Linked DNA regions of Zea mays: region 1 is linked to region 2. The links are chromatin contacts, called in public Hi-C maps. All regions are on one chromosome and are shown on one strand. Each heading gives the region's core, a stretch centred on a gene start, on an enhancer-like site or on the middle of the called end of the contact. The rest is flanking DNA. Distances are from core to core; before and after follow the strand shown. Region 1 holds the start of LOC100279213 (ARM REPEAT PROTEIN INTERACTING WITH ABF2). Region 2 holds the start of mbd101 (methyl-binding domain 101).

The links. Hi-C and Micro-C count contacts between places; a contact is called where the count stands out from the background.
Region 1: a Hi-C map of ear shows a contact between it and region 2, with 3 times the contacts expected there. The contact joins the promoter of LOC100279213 here to the promoter of mbd101 in region 2. A contact is called at or near these places in 2 of 25 Hi-C or Micro-C datasets (ear and tassel).

What each region holds. Positions count from the first base shown.
Region 1 is chr8:110,360,475-110,364,267 of Zm-B73-REFERENCE-NAM-5.0, forward strand. It overlaps LOC100279213 (ARM REPEAT PROTEIN INTERACTING WITH ABF2), which reads right to left and starts at 2,341. Exons shown (of 20, transcript NM_001152237.2): 1 at 1,944-2,341; 2 at 1,686-1,852; 3 at 1,060-1,232; 4 at 857-977; 5 at 675-749. The coding sequence starts at 2,289.
Region 2 is chr8:109,391,346-109,395,126 of Zm-B73-REFERENCE-NAM-5.0, forward strand. mbd101 (methyl-binding domain 101) reads left to right here and starts at 1,347. Exons shown (of 2, transcript NM_001111702.1): 1 at 1,347-1,417. The coding sequence starts at 1,379.

The DNA.
Region 1 (3,793 bases), core at 1,091-3,590, 970 kb after region 2:
ACAATTCGCTCCAACAACTCCCACAACCAATTCCCATGCCCCTTCCCAGTAGTTGCCAAACGCACTGCTAGTGGTTTCGCTAAGGTTGGCTGTATGCAACAGATCAATATCAGTGCAAAAATTCAGGGTAGCCATGAATCAAAATTAATATAATTTCATTGATGGAATCAGAAAAATATTAATCAAACTGCATCTTACATGGCAGGAAATATTGAATAAATTATGCAGAGCCTATGATATAAATGTGTTGTAGGACACTAGGACAACATAATATTTGTAAGGTAACTGCTAACAGCCAACGAAATTAAGTTTCTATTCAACTTCAGAAATACATTCTAAATTTTCCATGTACCGAGGATGGAACATGGTCCAGCATGAAAAATTCCCAAGTAAATATACAGCGTTATGATCCAGCATAAAGTTTCAAGATGGAATATTAAAATTTTATATTTCATAAAGCCTTGCAATAATTAATGCTGCTTAAGGATTGTGCAAAACTGTAGAATGGCACAATTTCAAAGGATATGATCATTTATCTGTAACAACATTAGCCTGCTCGTAATCAGTCAAAAGATGCATCTCAACAGTGTGAAAAATGCTCTTAGTGAAGTGGAGTTGACATCAGAATATTCAGTGCCTCATAATCAAAACTGGAGAATAGCACGAGGCCTTACTGCTTCATAGTGAATTGCAGCATCTTCAGATCGCAGCATTAAGATCAAAGTTGGCAAAGCATTGCATTGAACAATCTGCATTACAGGAATTTACCATGTCATGAATATGTGTAAAAAGCATATGCAAGTTCAGATGTCAAAATCTAACATAAGTATAGCCTTCATTGATTTTGATATGTCACCTGAGTTTTATTTTCATCATTTTTAAAGGCTAAAGTACGCAAGGCCCCAGCAGCTGCTCTTTGCACCTTAAGATCCTGTGATTCTAGCAATTGAACAAGTGGTGGGATTCCACCTTCCATTCTGCAGTACAACAAAACCATCAGCAAGTGAAAACTTCTCGAGGAAAAGGTTATCAAATGATCAAAGAGGCATAAAACAAAACCTGACGCTAGTTTTAATGTTGCTATTCTCATGTGCAAGATTGGTAATTGCATCAGCTGCTCTCTTGATAACGCTATTAACCACCCTCGAATTTGTAGTATTTTTCTGCCTTTTCAAGAGTTTCACTAGAGGAGGTAATGCACCAGCATCAACTACAAGTTGTTGATGTTCAGGCTGTTACAGTGAGACACAAAATAAATGATTAATAGTAACTTGGTGAGAAGTACACAACAATAAAGCATTAATGCTCAAAACACAACTATTAAAGATCCCCACAGAACTAGAGGGTTTAGTATTTCTTAGGCTCTTAAGTTTTTATAAAGGGTACTAGAGCAAAGTATAAAGTAGATAGCACTTGGAATTTTCTAGAATTCTCTAACTATTAAAAGGAATAGGATCTTACAGTCTTGCAAGAAATACAGATATATGACGATGCAGGTTCAGGCGTTCAGAATTACTGTACATATATGGGATAGTTGAAGCTCATAAACATTGTAATCCCATATTCCCATGTCACAGGAAACTTGAAAATTCATACTATGTACAACATAAATTCGTCGGTCATACAAGTAATTGCATTGGTACCAAAGTGCATCTACAACTAAATTAGGGAATTAATAAAGAAACCTTTACAGCTAGGAGGCCCAGAGCGAAGGCAGCGCCCTTCTCAACCTCATGCTCAAACGGCCGCAGTTGTTGTTCCTCCTGCGTTGGCGCCGCCACAGCAGGCTCTTCTAGGTGGCACACCAAGGCCGCCACGGCACCGCCCTCCACAATCACGTTGACAACCTCCTCTGTTCAATTGAGGACCACCAGATCCACTCAGTAAGGATGCGGGAGCACGGACCGGTGCGGCCGGAATGAGGTTTGGAAAAGGGAGGTTACCGTTTTTGGCGAGCTCGGCGAGGACATGGGTGGCGCGCTTGGCGGCGGCGCGGTCGGCGTGGCGCCACGAGGAGGCGCAGCGGACGAGGGCATCAACCTGCGCGCGGACCTCGCGGGCAAGAGCCGCGTGGGAGTGGCGGCAGCAGATCTCGGGGGTGCCCGCCGAGCCGTCCTCCTCCTCGTTGTCATCGTCGGCGCCCGCGCTGCCGAGCGAGGCGGCGGCGGCGGATGCTGCTGCGGATGTGGCGGCGGCGGCGACGGCGGCGGATGCCTCGTCCTCCAGCTTCCGCTTCAGCCCCTTTCGGCGCGGGCGCTGGGGCTGCTGCTTTTGCTGCTCCGCCTCCATTCGATTGGTCGACGACGGCGCGGAGAGCGTGTCGGGTTGAGGAGGAAAAGGCACAAGCAGTGTGATTCCGGCGCGGTAGCCGGTAGGGTCGTGTTGGATAGAAAAGTAGAAATGAGAAGGGAAAAAAATGAATGTGCGTGGGAACGAAAACTTACCCGCAGACCCATAAAAAAAATCGTATATATCCATAATAAACACATCTAATTTGAAACGTTCAAACCTTTAATAGGGTTGGACGAAAAACTCATAGCTCGTTAACTCGCTCGACTCGACTTAATAGTGGCTCGACTCAACTCGACTCGTTTATAATTTGTAACGAGTTGAGCTTGTATTTCAACTCGTTACAATAACGAGCCAGCTGACTCGCGAGCCAAATGAGTTGGAGTAATTAGTCAAATTACAATAATTCGGATCCAAAATAGTTAATCTTGTACTCTACTATAGTTAATCTTGTTCTTTGTTGAGTGTGGAATCTTAAGTTGCAAACTCTATTCTTTTTTTTAAATATATCTCATTCTTTTCTTTTGCTACATGTTTTTATATCCGTTTGTAGACACTAGACATGGTATTATCGAGCTGGCTCGTGAGCTAAACGAGCCAGCTCGAGTTGGCAAACGAGTCGAGCCGAGTTGGTTTTTCAGCTTGTTAACATAACGAGTCGAGCCGAGCCAGCTCGTTATCTTAACGAGCCAACTCGAACCGAGTCGAGCCAGCTCGATATCCACCCCTAATTCAAACGGTGCATGGTGACCGATCTCATTGCTTCTATATCCTGCATAAATGTATTCTATATAGCTAATGAGAAATCACAATTTCAACTCACATCATCTCTCGTAAGGTGGCTCGCATGACACCAAATCCTAGTCGCCCCCTTTTCACCTTGCCGCACCAGAGTGTTGAACATCAAATTTACTCGTCACCGCTTCTACATTCTGGGTATGGCTCGGTGATATCTCATCGCATCGACGTGACTCGATAGTACTAGGTCGGTTCTTCTTTTCAATAGAGATGTTCGCCTGAGAGTCGGATGTCGCCTTGTTGGGTTGCTTGGTGGGCAGGTTGGTCGGCAGCCCCGCCTCGCTGGTTGCTCGGTTGGCAGGTTGGTCGGCAGCCCCGCCTCGCTAGGTTGCTAGGCGGACAGGTTGGTCGGCTTGGCGGGCCGTCACATGGAGGCCTTTTGGACCTTCGCGCCGAGCTGCTTAGCAGGCAGACCGGGCGGTTAGTGGGCCGTCTTTGGAAGGCCTTTGGGTCTTTTTGAGTACTGTGGGGGATGGATATCCCCGGGTCCACGTCTGAGCCACCTAGCAGGAGCCCTCCTGAGGCGTCTTGTGGTGGACCGGATAAAGGAAACCAACAGAGGTAAACATGTTCTAATACGAAAGAGGCACACGTCCGAGTTAGATGTTACAAGAGCACGGGTATGTCAAGCGGGGTTGGTTGCGCCCACCTGACAGGCTAAACCGTCGGCGATAACTCGAGCGCGAGAACGTAAGAATTCCCCGAG
Region 2 (3,781 bases), core at 97-2,596:
TACATATTGTCAATGAAAAACATTATGTGTACATCAAAATGAACACATTTTGCATAATGAGTGGTCTCTTGACAAGGTAATTTTTTATTTTTATCATTAACTATTACACGAAAACATTGTCACGTGTAAGTTTAATAGATCCCTGCGGGAATGAGGATAGGAAATGTTTCCCTATCCCCGTCCCCGTTTATCTATCGAGGGAGATTTTTTCCTGTTTACATCCCTATGGGGGAAGAAACTTCTCCATCCCCATATCCTAAGGGATTTTTTGAGCAAGGATACCAAAGGTGATTAGAGAGGCTAAAATCATCTTGCTATTTAAAAATAATGAATTGCCTACAATGTCGGTGTTTGGTCCCGACGACACACTACAGGATACCGCATAGTGCTTTTGGGAGGATGGCGAGACCAATCGTAGCTCGATGGTTTGTTTAGGGCACGACAGAACACATAGAATTATAAAGGTTTGGGCCGCTTGTGCGTGTAATACCCTACACCCTGTGAGTTTGTGGAGTTGTATTGCACAATGTTCTTAGTTACAAAGAGTTCTCGAGCTAGAAGATGACTATGCCTATTGATGTGTCTCTGTTTTCGTAGGAGCTCCCTCTCTGCCTTATTCTCGATAGAAGAGGAGTTACACACACGATGCGCCGAACGTTCAGTCCCCCGCGTCTACGAGATTGGTGCTGACTTGTCCGGAAGTCAGCGAGTCTTCAGGGAATTCACACGTCCTCTGCACGCGTGATTGGTATCCCGCACTGGCTTCGCACGAGCCTGGCCCGCGGGAAACGTGGGAAAGCTGCGTTTACACGCATGTAGGCAAGCAAGCCAAAATGAGCCAATGGCTGCAGGCGCGGGTGTAGGCTCCAACCCACCAATCGAATACCCGCTGCACACGGTCCACGGGACGACGCGAGCTTGGACGTAGCTAGGGGTGGTAATTGATAATGGATCGCGATCCAAATGATTCTTTACAAAATAATAACGCTATAAATAATTTTTAGTTTAAAAATGAGTAGAAATAGAGTTTATTCTAATCCAATCTGATTTTTAAATTTTATAGTGTAGAATTTAGAGACTATTCTCATGCACCTATGCAATGAACCGATCACGTGATGCATGCGCGAAATTTGACCTAGGAGTTTATAGTACGCTTCTGATCACACACATCCTGTGAAAGCTACGCCCCAAGTTTATCCGGGGGTTTTCTGCGGCCCATAGAACAATCCGAGTCATGGTAAGAAATTGGGAATCAGGCCCATTGTCGATCTCTAGTTGACGACCAGGCCCTCCGCAGTCCTCCTCTCACAAACAGATACAGCCCGTCCATTCCCCAATCCCCGTGTCGCCTGTGCCCCTCTGCCACCTCGCCGTCGGCATGACAACAGGGTCGACCCCGGGTTCGGCCCCCTCTCAGGTTTGCACTTCTTCGCGCTCTTCCTCACAGATCGATGGCACCTTGTTTTGTGGATTGATATGCGCTGTAGCTTTGGCCCCTTCTTGCCCTGGCGGCCTGCGTCGTTGATGTGGGTACTTCGTTTTGTGCCAGATACATCATTATCAGGTGTTGACTTTGTTGGATATAGTAGTGGCTCTATTAACCACTTGGTTCATCGGTTGCATCTGGTTATTTTGTTTCGAAAGGTTTGTGTCCGCGCTAGATTGTAGTGCTAGTATGCATGCTTGATTTTTGATACGGAAAATATTGCGTGCAATTTTAGTTCCAGACATTGGGGATTAGGGTTGGGTCGATTCACACATAGGTTCTCCCGCAAATCCATTTTGATAAAAAGAAAGGGATTTGCTAAAATTCATATGCCTGAATTCTAGTTTTTTTAGACGACGGTTATTGCATATATTTTATATACTAAAATTACAGTTTCGAGAATAAAAAACCAATTAGACAAAATCACAAACCCAATAAAATCTGATCCGTGTTGACACAAAGACAGCTAACAACTATTTTTATAGTCAAACAAAGACAAAAATTCGATACGTTATGATACAAAGATAAATCATAAGAAAATAATTTACCTCTACTAGTTAGTTGTACAAAAATGTTGCATGATGTCATCTAAAAAATCAGGCACCTGAAATATTGGGAAAATGGAAAAGAAAGTATCTTAAATTGATTCTAAAGCACCCATCGTTTGCTCTTTGAGTCTTGTATATGCTTTCATGTCATGCACGGTTTTTATCAGGTGAATCAATGCAAACGCGAAATTTGTCTTTGAGTTCTTGAAATGTTTTACATGTATTATTACAGAAGTTGCTGGTGTGCTGTTATGCTTTGGTTCAGATTTTAGGTGTAAATGTCTAAGTTTATTGCTAGTAACCAGAAGGGAGGAATTTAAGAGAACAAAACAATCATTTGCCATTATTAGAATCCAAGTTGTTGGACAGGGATAGTCGCCTATGATTTGTGTGTATTGATAGGACCCCAAGGGGCAACATATATAGGCAGACAGGAGGGGAGGAAACCCTAGGGCTGCCGCCTACAGGAGGGTGGCGGCAAGACAGGGGGAAAAACCTCCCAGCAGAGGTGGCGCAACACCTATGGGCCGGGCCTGTACATACGCAAATGACAGCCCGACCCCCCACACACATAAGGCCTATACAAATATTCTAAACCCCCCCCCCCCCCCCCCCCCCCCCGTGCAGTCCCAACTCTAGCCACGACAGATGTTGAGACTGGATCTAAAGTCGGTGAAGATCGAGGACGACATGCCTTTAGTGAAAATGTCAGCAAACTAAGATGTCGTCGGAAGACGAACATCCCCAATGGCGACCTTGTCGCGAACAAAGTGAAGATCAATCTCAATATGCTTTGTACGCTGGTGCTGAACCGGGTTAGAGGACATGTAGACGGCACTAACATTGTCATAATAGACCAAGCTCCTGCGAGTCAAAGGAGAATGTAGTTCCATCAAGAGCTGCCGCAACTAGGAAGCTTCTGCAACACCATTAGCCACAGCCCGATACTCAACCTCGTCACTCGAACGAGAGACTGTGTTTTGACGCTTGGAGGACCATGACACAAGATTGTCACCCAGGAAGATTGCATAGCTTGAAGTAGACCGGCGAGTGTCAGGGCAGCCTGCCCAATCAGCATCAGTGTACACAATGAGTTCAGTCGTAGCGGAACGGTGAAAACGAAGGCCGAAATCCGGAGTACCCTGCAAGTACAGAAGGATGCGCTTGAGAGCAGTCAAGTGAGGCTCACGCGGGTCATGCATATGAAGGCAAACTTGCTGGACTGCATAAGAGATATCTGGACGAGTAAACATCAAGTACTGCAAAGCACTCGCCAGGCTTCTGTACTGTGTAGGGTCACTGACAGGAGCACCAGAAGTACCAGAAAGCTTGGCTGATGTGTCAATCAGAGTGGCACAAGGTTTGCAATCAGTCAACCCAGCACGAGCAATGATTTCCAACGCATACTGTCGCTGATGTAAGAGAAGGTCATGAGATTGCTTCTGCACAGTGATACCCAGAAAATGATGAAGAGTGCCAAGATCCTTCATAGCAAATTCCCTCTGTAATGCAGAAACAGTACGCTGTAGCAAGGCAGTACTAGAAGCTGTGAGGACAATGCATCAACATAGAGGAGCAAGTATGCAGTCTCCGCACCATGGCGATATATAAAAAGGAACGTATCTGACTTGGCTTCAACAAATCCCAAAGATAGTAAATAAGAGGCAAATTTACTGTACCATGCCCGAGGCGCCTGCTTCAGGCCATAAAGAGATTTGTTGAGACGACACACCAGATCTGGCTCAGC